2 separate regions of the Lactuca sativa genome follow, and region 2 is linked to region 1. The links are chromatin contacts, called in public Hi-C maps. All regions are on one chromosome and are shown on one strand. The core of a region is the stretch at or near the end of the contact, and the rest is flanking DNA. Distances in the headings are between cores, read along the strand shown.

Region 1 (6,381 bases), core at 3,837-6,336:
TAACAAATTCATGTAGAGAAAGAAGATTTTTTATTGGTAATTTTCGGCATAATTCGATACAAAGGAGGCAGTTCTGTGTAAATTCTTCTTATCCACTCGGTAAGTTAAATACCCTTTTATTTAATTAGTGTAATCTCCAATCAAACAGATCTAATTAACTTTTTGATTGGGGAAAAAGTGCCTCAGCTTTCAATTTTCAGTAGATTGATTTAGGGTTTTGAAACTATCATTCGATTGGGTTGATTGACTTTGTTAAATTCTATTTGATATCGAGATTGAGAGATCTGAGTATTTCCAATATCAAATTATTATTGCATCTTGTCTTACAAAGTTTCGATTTTTATCATGCTTTGCGTTATTCGTTATTGCCATTTGTAGATTAACAGCAGTTCGATTACTGCTTCGTGTTTGTGTTTCTTCACCTACTTGATTCTATTATTTCCCAATACATCAATTTTTGCGAATAAGAATCTGTATATGATTCATAACTTGGTAATATAATAATCATATTCCTATATGCGATTTCAGTTGAAAAAGTTTCTTGCTTGGTGGTGATCAAAGAAGAAGAAGAATTCAAGAATCTTGATAATAGGGTTCATTCAGGGATACCCAAAAGTTTTCCATCTCTTTTGGGTTTGATTCAAGAAGGCATGTTGGAGGATCGATCCTTTTTTGTTTCAAGAACCTTCAACACCAAGAGCAACACCACCTGGGGTTTTATGAGTAATTTCACAATCAACAACATCGAATCCCATCAAGAAAAACGACCATTAGAACAACTCGAAGATGAAGAACCCGTTCACGCCCGAAAAATCTCCAAATACGAAAATCTTGAACTCGGATTAGGATTTCACGACCTCGCCATCGACCAATCCAACAATCATCCCAATCCCGATTCCCATTCCGATTCCGATTTCGATTCCAGTTCTCTAATCCATGCAATCGGACGAGACAACTCAATCAGTTGTCTCCTCCGATGCTCTCGGTCCGATTACGGTGCTTTAGCATCGTTAAACCGGACCTTCCGTGACCTCATCAGAACCGGTGAACTATACCGATTAAGAAGAAAAAACAACATCATCGAACATTGGGTTTACTTTTCTTGCCACCTGGTCCAATGGGAAGCTTTCGACCCAATTAACCAACATTGGATGCATCTTCCCACAATGTCATCAAACACATGCTTTCAATTCTCCGATAAAGAATCACTAGCAGTTGGCACCGAGTTACTCGTGTTAGGAAAAGAAGTTCTTGATCATGTCATCTACAAGTACAGCTTATTAACAAATTCATGGTCATTCGGGCAGCTAATGAACGCGCCCAGATGTTTATTCGGGTCAGCAAGTCTCGGGCAGATCGCGATTGTCGCGGGCGGGTCGGACCCGGTTGGAAAGGTTGTGAACTCGGCTGAGCTTTACAACAGTGAGTCAGGCGAATGGGTGACTCTTCCCAACATGTTGAAACCAAGAAAAATGTGTTCAGGGGTATTTATGGATAATAAGTTTTATGTGATTGGTGGGGTAGGAGGTGTTGACATGAGGCCGTTGACTTGTGGTGAAGAGTTTGACTTGGTCACGCGGGTTTGGACGGAGATTCCGAATATGTCGCCGGTGCGGGCTGCCACGTCAGCAACCACCACGGAGGCGCCGCCACTAGTGGCGGTGGTGGATAATGAGCTGTATGCTGCTGACTGTGTAGATATGGAAGTGAGGAAGTATGATAAAAAAAGAAAAGAATGGGAGACAGTCGGGCGGCTGCCCGAACGGGCAGACTCGATGAACGGGTGGGGGATCGCGTTTAGGGGTTGTGGTGACCGGGTTGTTGTGATTGGTGGGCCCAGGAGTAGTGGGACCGGGTTTATAGAAGTGAATTCATGGGTCCCACGAGACGGGCCGCCACGGTGGACTATGCTTGGGAGGAAACAGAGTAGTAACTTTGTCTACAATTGTGCTGTGATGGGGTGCTGAAGGTGGTGGTTTTTTTTTTATCAACAGAAGTTTTTTTTCTTATTATTATTTTTAATTTTAATTGTTCATGAAGAAAAAGAACAGATTTTTACTTGACATTAAAGATTTCTTTAAGGTTGTATTGTTTAAACTTGTCATGTGTCTGTATCAGGGTTAGAGGATGTAATAACTTGTCTTTGATAGGTAGAATTTTGTCAAAATTGATCTAAAAGAAAACATACATATCTATATTGCTTCGTGTTGAGATTCTTCTATTGTTTCTATATCTTAGGGTTCCATTTGTTACATAAGTTATCTTCATTATTGACGAGAGTAAGGGCATTAATGTCTTTTGTAAAAACATGATATTGAAGACGATTCTGTCATTCATCTTTCTTACCACATATTTTTGTGAAAAAAATTATAATTTTTGTCTCGTTGACATCAGTCCAATCCATTGAATGTCAAACCACTACAATTTTGTTATTTGTTATTTTCCGTTTCACATAACAAGCATGGTCTCAAGTTGGTCCTTTCTTTTGGTAAATAATATTTAGGAATTATTGGACTCAATCATGAACCTTAACTACCTTATGGTCTTAACTTGCCGTTTGTTTTTTCGAAGCAAAAATGTCTGAAGTCTGCTGGTCTACGGACTACCTCTGCAACCCTCTATAACAGAAGAGGGAGACCAAACGGCTACAACATGTAATAAAAAGTTTGTTTGTTTTTCAACCTCTGCAAACTACTGCAATAAGTTAAAGTAAGGTGTGAAGATGTTTAAAGTGGGGGGTCAAGTGTTGCGCCATGCAGTACATGCACAACAGTTTTTAAGTCAGAAGTCTTCTGAAAAACAAACAATTGCGAATAGTCAAATGATGTGCGTGTGTTGCGCGGCGCAACAATAAGTGGTCGGAAATTGTTTTTTAGAAAAAACAAATAGCTTTTAGCATAGGTTAGGATTTAACCCACATGAGCCATAACTCTATGGGTTGACATAAAGTCAATAACACCATAACTCCACAAAACTTGGCAATGCAACATCAAGAAATGGAGCCTATAGAATCTTTAATCATCTCCACAATGTAACTTTACATTGAAAAATGTAATCTTTAAAATCATTCTCATTTGCTAATCTTAAGTTACACAAGTAATTTGACAAACACATGAAATTAAAAAACATATAACCTCAAAAAGGAAACCCTTTATGCAAAATCTTCTTGGACTCTTCGGCTAATCTTTTCACATGTTTTGCATCCAAATAACATTCCATCAACACCTTTGAAATCTCCAAAGGGTGACAATCAATAAACGCCTTCAAAAACCTCTTCTCTGTCATCCTCAAAGCCGTAAAAACCTTAAACCCTTCAATCCTCGGAACCAATCCCAAATCCTCAATCTTCCCAGCAACAATCATACGAGGTTTCATAACCGTTTCAAGATTATTATAAAGCAAAAAAGGATGACTCAGCACTACCCTCGCTGGTAATTTCATACTTGCCACCACAAAAGTCATATTCCTTTGAACTTTGTCAACCGATAATGTCAACACAAGTGGCGAGGTGCCCAAAAGACGAAAAACCTCATCCTCAACAAACCCAAACTTCTCCAAATTCGCTATTTTTTCACGAATTGTTTCAATTCGTGAAATCGCCATAAGGGTAACAACGTATTTGTACATTTTGGAATCTCGAGAAGCACCCGTTCTTTTAATGAAATCCAATTTTTCAGGTGTTAGTGAGGTGCGTGGGATTATGGTGGGGCGTGATAGTAGCATTAGTGCTAAATCGTCTCCGGTTATACCCATTGATTTGTATAACTCGACTGTGGGTTTGATCATTTTTTTTAAATCGTATGTAAGAATGGAAGGGTTTCTAAGAATGGCTTTTTGGAGGGTTTGTTTTGATCCGAATATGTTTTCGAGGTAGTTGACACGTTCATCGAGGCAGTTGTTGAGTCTTGATTTGAGAAAACGGGGCCTACAGCTTATGATTTTGACTAAGTCAGAGGAGGTGAATCCGAGGTCATGAAGGATTTGTAATTTGGATTGAAGTTTATCGAGTTTTGCTTTGTGGAGAGATGGCATTCGTTCAAAGATTTGTGATGTTTCGTGGTTGTTGCATCCCCATTGTATGAATAAATCTTGACAGGTTTTTGAAGGCAACTGATACTCTTGGAGGAAAAAAGGGAAATAGAAGAGAGGTTAAGGATTTTCATCATTTTTTTTAAATAAAAATAAAAATTGATTAAAGAAGTTAAAATTGAGACCTGATCTTGGAGTGTAACATCTTTTTCATCGGGAATGTTGGTGGATGCTTCTGCTTCTTCCACCAGTTCATTGGTTGAATCAGAGAAAGTTGAAAAAGAAGCTGTTAACCCATATTTTATTAGAGCAAGGTTCTGGATAATGGAAGTATTAGTCTTATGTGCTAAATGGTCTTGGTAAGCCAACATACCAAACCATCTCTCCTGCAGATGACAGAGAACATCTACATGACATAAATGAAAGAACATAAATCAACCAACAAAAAGCTTCAAGTAATCATAAAAATAGGAGCACTGTGGGAATGCAGTAAACTGCTAATCAAATGAGTGAATTAGATATCAAGTTCAAACAGGCAAATGCACACCATTGACGGAGGTAAGGTCGTAAGGATAATCTGTTTCTTATAACAAGAATGGAAACTCTAGGCATTGCTGGTTTGCTTTCGTATCCGGATCAATCGTTCTAGTCTAATTTCTAAAACCCTAATTCGAAGTACATACATCTGCAAGTTTACAGGGTTTAGGAATAACATATTAGAGAACCAAATCATGGCTGCAATACGAAAACCTAAAATAGAAAAGATTGCTAAATCTTGAAATTCTGACGAACAAAAAAACCCTAGAAATTACAGACATTTAATCACAACCCAAGCGAATTTCCGAAAAGAATTAAGAGTAGCCATATATAGTAAATATTGGTAAAATTACAATCAACTTACGGCGAAAAAGGATGAAAGGATTCGAGGCTTTTGTGATAGAAGGTTACTTGTTCTTCGTTTTAGACAAGACGCCATGGTTGCGGACGGAATTTCAGTGGTAACTTAACTACTTAAGATACCCGTGTGAGAAAACAAATTTTTTTAGGGTAGAAATCAGATTTATTTGAAAATCAAGGACTGAAGTGAAATTTTTGAAACACTTCACATGGCCTAAAAAGGCTAAAATCTGGATATTAGTTCAGTTGGGCTTTGAATAGGTTGGGCCGAGTAATTGTCAATTTGTCATCAACATTTAAAACTGATTTTATGTGTCACTTGGTTATAAGGCAAATTTGTAAATTTATTACATCGACATTAAAGAAAACAGTTTGATTATAAACAAAAGGTAAGCTGCGAAAATATACAATATATTTCCATTGTTTTTATAACGTCTCATTTTCACAATAAAAAATTCTTATTTTTAGTTAAAGTAAAATTGTTCATTTTCATAATACAAGTTAAGAAAAACCATTCGTCACAGGACACATTGTTGAAAATCAGAGTATTATAGTAAATGTAGAATCTTCATTGCTACTAATGAATATTTATAGTCATGTCTTTGCGTTTCCACATTCCCCGATGAAATCTGAAAACATCAACAATTGGATAAACACGAAGCTTAGTAAATTTTCCCAATATATATAAGATTAGGATCAAATGAGAACACCTAAATTGTTGAGAACGCGAGAACAGATCTGAACAATTTAAATACTTAAATCTAAGGTCATTATTGAAAGGGGGAATTATGAAAAATTCTTAAATTGTTGGCATTAAAATGTAACTTTTAAATGGTCAGAAGGACATAACAGGAATTTCAACTTTACCTGTATCCTATAATTTCTCACCCACTCACATATTTCCTTTAATCTTCTCGTGTATATATTTCCACCTTTCTCTTTTTAGGGTTTCATAAAACTCAGGCCATCATCGATCTGGGCATCACTTACAACCCACCACGAAGATATGTTCCCCATCTTCATCTTACACCGCACCCATCATCGTCGCACACAGCTCCAATCAAGAGTGACGGCCGAAGATGATTGTGACAATTGGCAATGGCGAAGATGATTGTGACAATTGGCAATGGCGAAGATGACTGTGACAATTGGAGATGGTGAAGCAGCGACTTTTGAGGCATATTATGGTGGTACTCAGGTGGCCCAACGAGCAGACCACAACCAGTAAACCACAGTGCTGGTGTTCGTGTCATTCTACAGGTATGCTACCATTGATTCGTAGGTTGATTCTTTCTCACCTAAAGTCGGGTAGATTTAGTGGATGGAAAGGGACGCATTGTTCACAGGTATGCTCTTTGAAATTTTATTATCCAAATACAAATATCTTAACACATGGCTACCCAGATTTGGTATTTAATCGAAAATAATGGATCGCTCTCAACAATTGTACATTTT
Region 2 (6,896 bases), core at 3,984-6,483, 370 kb after region 1:
ATATATATATATATATATATATATATATGTTTGTTAGAAAAATAACAAACATGCTTTAAATACCAATTAATTTGTAGGAGAGTGTGAGATACCAATTGTAAGTTGAGATGAATGTTTGCACAACCTCATAGACAAGTAATACCACTTGAGGTTAGGTGCCTTTAAGTCTTAACCATACAATCGTAGTTTTGTAAAAGATAAATCAACATGTGGATGTCAATCGAAAGAATCTGAACACATAATTGCTTTTCTCAATTTAGTCATAGAATTAATATGGATGATTGATAAAATAGTTTTACAAATAATCAAGAAACCAATCAAACAGCAAACCAATTTGTTAAGCCAAACAAATCACATCGTTTTTTAACCAGAAAATGTGTTTTAACATGAATGCTCAAGTAGGAAAATATATCAATTAATCAACAAGTTGCTCACACTAAACACAAGTAATCACTAATCGTAAAGAATCTTATCTCAAACACAAAAAACAGTGAAAAAAAATAGGTGAAGAAGTATGTTAGCAAATAATCACAAATTTTAGTAACCAACATTTGAAAATATTAGTCAATACAAGACTTATTCAAATGTTGAAACTCTTCACCTAAAGCACACAACTCCCAATCGCACATTTCTTTCAATTTTGATCAAAAAGTCAATAATATGTAGCAAGCTATCATATCATGACTTTATGCCAAGTAGTTTAACAAAACAGGATGCAGAAAAAATATGGCAAGAAATGAATATTTGCACATTATCCTTCAACAAACAATAGTAAGGCATTTTCTTAAAGTGAAGTTACGTATCAAAGTAATGAATATCAAGTTGAACAATACACATAAATTTTGTAATCGAATAAATTAAATTATCTTTGATATTCGACATAAAAGTGAAGGGTGCTTCTGAAAATTTTAGTGGATTTTAAATAAAATAACCACCATGAATTATACAACCAAGTTTGTAAGTTTGAAATAGTCACCACGAACACTAGACACAAATATAATGGTAAAATGAATATGAAAGAATATTTGCAAACCAAGGTTTTGTTTCAAAACTCCGAAAGCTTCTCGTGGCTTTTGTTTCAAAACTAAATGTTTATATTATTTTTAAGTTAAAATGTTTTATTGATCATTGGACAATGACATTTGTAAGTTTATTTCAGAACTTGTATTGAGACGGCTTTTGTTCCGATGTTATATGGTCAATTATTAGGGATTAAGTTTGATCCAACTATCCAAGGATTCATTCATTACAAAGAATATTACACTATTATTATGGTTTTTCCTTGTTTTTTTGAGGTGCTTCTTTTCCCTTTTATGATACTTACTGTTCCACAACAATGTTTGGCGAATTTATATATCTAGTCACTCAAGTATTTTTTGTGCTCAATTGGTCCTTAATGTCAGGAAATACCAACTAATTAAGGGTTTAAGGGAAATTATATCACATTTACGGGTAACATGCTGACGTGGTTTGACATGTGGTTTGTTTTTGCACTGTAACACAACAAAGTTTAACGAATTTACACATTTAGTCACTCAAGTAATTGACTTTTTTTGTATCAAGTTGTATAACTGTGTAATTGATAGGTAAATTACAACTTTAATGGTCTATTAGACATAAAAAAATATTTGAGTGACTAAATATATAAATTCCTCGATTATACGTAACTTACTAATCCCTCAAATAACAACATATAGCCATGGAAGTTTAGTGGAATATCCTTTATGTTAATTGTTAAAACGGCATAATCACATGTCCACAGGTGTGTTTTAGACTTATTGGTTATTTTTAAAGTTCAAACAATTATAATTGTTTAACAATATGAAAGCTCCTATGGTCAATTTTGTGAAACTCTTTGAAACACCTTCAAAGAATAGGTATTTTTATTCTAAAACAAAAATGTATTTAGTAATATGATGATGTAGACAAAACATAATGATTCAAACTAATAATCAAAAGTTGTGTTTGAATATACAACAGTTCGTAGAAAACTTATTATCAATATCACTATAAAGCCATTCAGCCATCAAGTAAAAAATCATTTCTTAAACTCAATAAGTAACTTAACTACGTTTCTGTTGCCAACTTGGTTATTGGTTGTTTCTTTTTCCTTGTTAACTAGATAAAGGTTTTTCGACTATAGAAATAACCATTTGACAATTACGTTCCAAAAAACAAATCTGACATTAAGCCAACATTTTTACGATAAATCAAATCTGACTTAACCAATTAAGTAATTCTGTCTTTTAAGATTAAAGGGACATTTGGCTTTACGTTTACTTGATTAATAAAAACAATGTCACAAAAATGAGCATAAGTTTTAATGTTTACTCACCCTTGAGACACTTACTTGATTGCATGATATCCATATTATCAAATAAAAAACTTGCTATGTTTAGAGGTACTGAAAAATATCAAAATAAAGCATGTTGACAAGATAGTAAAAAAGATGAAACATGATGACATGTCATCACTCTTCATCATCCTCGTCAGCGTCCCCACCTGACGCCTTCTTGGCAGCCGCCTTTTGGTTCTTTCGCTTGACTCTGCCAGGTCGCCCGCCTCCAAAGGGACTAGTGAGAGAAAAGTCAATATGCTTCTGGGAGTCAACACGCACCATGAATGATGGAACATTCACCACTTGCCTTCCCACCCTGTTGTATTATGGTGGAATGGAATCACAGACAAACGGAATGGAATCACAAACAGATGGAATGGAATGAGCGGTAACAGAATTGATGAATTGAGTCATTCAAACATGTTGTTATGATATGTATGATGATTAGAATTTTTAATAATGTTGAAAAATGAACTTTAGTTAAATGAAAATATATCTCTAAATAAATTGCATATCAACATTTTTCATTTTGTTTAAAATGTATAACATTTCAAATTGTCAAATAAAGGTCTTTATCATTTTATATTAAAAAAAACTATCTACAGAAATAATAAATAAAATACCATGAGGATCTTATGATTATAATAAAAAATAAATTTAATTGTTTTTGAAAGACCATAAGAAAAAAAATTAGTTGAAGTATAAAAAATTGGGTTAATCTCTTGAAAGACCTTATACTTTGTGTTTGTTTCCGGATTAAACCTCATCTTTATCTTTTTCACAAAAATGACCTTATATTTTTTCATTTTTTCCGAAAAAAACCACAACTTTGTCATTTTTCCGAATAAACCAACACCCGTCTAAATGTTTCCAAATAAATCCTCAACATTTTTAGTTTTTCCCTCACATTTTACTACTTCTTTAGCGAAAAATGACTAAAAAGACCAGATTGAAAAAAAAAAAAAAATACAAGGTCTTTTTCACGAAAAAACTGAAGTTGAGGTTTAATAATCCAGAAAAAAACATGAAATATAAGGTTTTTTATAAGATTAACCCTAAAAATTTAGGGTTTTATGCAGAAAAGTACCATTATTTTAGGAGATTTTTTATAAAGTCATAAATCTTTTTTAACAGAAAAATCCTGATTATTTTTATTTTAACAGGAAATGACAGATTATGTGATTTTCCCATAATAATGGTACTTTTCTGTTCAAAAAAAAGATTTAGGACTTTATTGGAAATTTTCCCAAAATAATGTGACTTTTCTGCATAAAACCCAAAAATTTATAAAAAAAATTAGTGTCATTGACGATTATTAACTTCGCTAATTCCATCATTACCAAACACTACCTAAAAAATTCAGTAAATTATAACTGAAGTGACCAATATATAAATCAAGAATTTAATTTAATTACATACCTGATGTGCCTTTGCTTGATGAGAACTCTAGCATGGTGGATGGATTTGGCCATTCCAGTTTTGAACACAAGTGTCTGTAAACGGCGTTCAAGAAAGTTTTCAACAGTAAGGGCAAGAACGTAATCTAGCTTGTTTTGGCTCTCATCCAAAAGTCCATATCTGTTCATCCTTCTCATAAGGGCTTCACCTTCAAAGATCCTACGTGGGTCCTTTTCTTCAAGGGTCAGAAGCATTCTTGCAGCATTACGGATTCTGCTCAGGGCATATTGAACCCTCCAAAGCTCTCTTTTGCATCTAAGCCCATATTCTCCAACAAGCTTCAGTTCAGCATCTAATCTTTCCTTCTCGTATGGACGACGGGGTTTCTTGAAAGTTTTCCCATCTAAAAAACATTTTTGGATCTTGTTATTATCATATTCTTATATGTCAATTATGATTGAATTTGTATAAAAGGGAGTGAAAAGAAGGGTAAAAGATGAGTTACAGTTGCGGTAAAACGAGACGTGCACCATTGTTGTCTATGTCAATGCTTGTTGCTCTCTCTCTCCTTCTCAGCTGCTGAATAAGCTGATGTTGAAAACAAAAAAGTTATGGTTCAATGGAGCTACAGAAACACTTGTAATTCTATAGAAAACAATTTCAGAAAGCAAAGTAAACTGATGAAGGGAAATCACATTAGTTTCCTCCAAGAGTTCATCATATTGTGAATGTTACAATAAAAAAAATCAATCAGTTTGGGATTATAAACTTGGATTGATGATATATGCATGTGTATACGTATGTGTGTTCCCTGGGAGTGATTTACACTTGATATGTGATCTGAAAACACACTTGTTGAGTTGCTGCTCATTTAAAAGGTGATATATTGAATAAAAAACTCGTAATCAACATCGGACAGAAATGTTTCAGAAATATATTTGGCAAACTTTAAAATTGATTCTCATGCTCTTCCACTACAAAATTATCATCATAATACTTATAGATTGAAACAATGAAATTATAATGAATTGTAGATCTTCTGAAACTAGATTGACAGCTACAAGATGATACGCTTCAAAAGAAGCGTTTAACATTATAAAATCGCCCATGGAGAGCTTCAAAAAAAGTGATTTTAGGCATAGAAGAGATAACACATCAATTTTCTTAAGAGAATGAGATATATACCGAATTAACGATAGCTGTGGGGTAAAAAAAAAAGATAAAGCATCGACGCAGAAAGCACAAATTCTAAGAATTAACGGCTATAACGATCAAAATAACCAATAGATCAAGCTAAATGAGGCCAAAATCCAAAACCTAATTCACAGACGGAACAATATATACATGTAAATTACATAAAGAAACAAAGCTGAGATATTAACTGAGCGAAAGAGGGAAGAAAAGCTTCAAACCTGCTCAATGGAGACGATACGAAAAATAAACCTGCAAAAGCAGTGAGGTGAAGCGAACAAATATCATTAGGGTTTAGAATAGATAGGTCTGTGAGAATGGGCCTAAGGCCCATTGGATCTACTAATGCTAGGCTCTTCTACAACAAGAAAATGTAATTTCTATTTTTCTTTGATAGTTTCTAATCACGAGTAATTTATGTAATTTAGTTTTGGTTAAAGTTAGAGAAATTAAATATTCTTCTATAATTTTTTTCTAATATTCTTCTATCATGTCAAATGTGATATGTGTTCTATTTAATTTTCCTTAATAATATTTTAATTCACATATTATCATTTAATATGACAGGAAGATAAATAAGAGGAAATTGTAAAAGGATAATTAATTTCTCTAAAAAATTTACTGTAACAGATATGATTGTGATATTATCAGAGACTATTCTCCTATATATTTCAATGTATAAATTGCAGGTTTCGATTTAAAGTCAAAACTACAAACCGTATAACATATATGATTTTAGATTTTTATAAATCACAAACCGTATCTGTTTTAAACCATGTTATGCGGTATGGTTTGGTGTGAACGTATTGTGAGTTTTAAACCATGTTATGCGGTATGGTTTGGTGTGAACGTATTGTAAGTTTTATGTGGTTTGGAAGTTATTTAAATTTATAATTCAAACTTTAAAACACCTTATAAGTAATATGGCTAACTATTTTCTCATTATAAAATGTAACAAGTGATAAAAATATATTTGAGTTTAATATGAAACTAGTAAAAAATCATGCGTTTCACCACGGGTTTGAATGGGGTGTGATTCATAATGGGAAATAATTTGTAATCAAATTGCTAGAATAGATTTTCTTAACGTTGCCAAAAAACATCATGCTAAAACTATTACGTTCATCATAATGGCAAATAGTTTGTAATCAAAAAGTTAAAATAGATTTCCTTAACACAACAAAGCAAAACTTAAAAGAAATGATATGGCATTCATTTTTGTAAACTTTAACAACAAAAAAAAACACATATGCATACAAAATACATAAAACGCTTCAACAAATTGTAGCCTATAAAAGTTTAAATGCAAATTCAAAAAGAACCTCGTGCAGCATGACCAAAAGAAGAGCTATTAAATGGAAATGGTAGAAGAAGGTAGCTATACTTTCATTTTCTTCGGTGTTTCTGTGAAAAGCAAAAAATAGCATTGTACTTTCAAAAAAATTAAACATAAATTGTAAAAAGAGTAAATTTCCATATATATATATATATATATATATATATATATATATATATATATTCACACAAATTTCAGCATAAGGGCATTTTAGTCAACTAAGACAGATTTAAAAAAGGAAAAATCGAGATTTATGGGATAATAAATGATTTTGATTTAAAAAATCTGATTTATTTTCAAATTAATTCAATTTCAAACGTAATTTGTAAGCATATACAATTTTATTCTATCAGAATGTCATTTTGTTAGAATGATATTCTGTAATTCTGTCAGAATGGTATACAACTATGAACATAATATTATAAACACATATTATCAAGATCAATAATTTTTAATGAATACAAATGTTATATAAAACGAAGTTTAATAGTTTAGAATAAATAATTACATTCATTCTTAAAGAATACAACTATGAACATAAATTACATTCATTCTTGAAATCTCTTGCAAAAAAAATATCGGCATTCTTGAAAGAATCCTCATTCACTTTCTTGTTTCGTTCCTAGATGTCTT

Evidence for each region. Hi-C and Micro-C count contacts between places; a contact is called where the count stands out from the background.
Region 2: a Hi-C map of leaf shows a contact between it and region 1, with 5 times the contacts expected there. The contact joins the promoter of LOC111879987 here to the promoter of LOC111879933 in region 1. A contact is called at or near these places in 3 of 4 Hi-C or Micro-C datasets (leaf and seed).

The regions. Positions count from the first base shown.
Region 1 is chr4:16,664,554-16,670,934 of Lsat_Salinas_v11, forward strand. LOC111879933 (transcription termination factor MTERF9, chloroplastic) reads right to left here and starts at 5,087. Exons shown (of 3, transcript XM_023876361.3): 1 at 4,931-5,087; 2 at 4,215-4,415; 3 at 2,990-4,110. The coding sequence starts at 5,005. The coding sequence ends at 3,136. LOC111879921 (F-box/kelch-repeat protein SKIP11-like) reads left to right here. Exons shown (of 2, transcript XM_023876353.3): 1 at 1-99; 2 at 529-2,205. The coding sequence starts at 651. The coding sequence ends at 1,967.
Region 2 is chr4:17,037,974-17,044,869 of Lsat_Salinas_v11, forward strand. LOC111879987 (40S ribosomal protein S9-2) reads right to left here and starts at 5,234. Exons shown (of 4, transcript XM_023876409.2): 1 at 5,149-5,234; 2 at 4,242-4,324; 3 at 3,758-4,139; 4 at 2,264-2,654. The coding sequence starts at 4,269. The coding sequence ends at 2,471.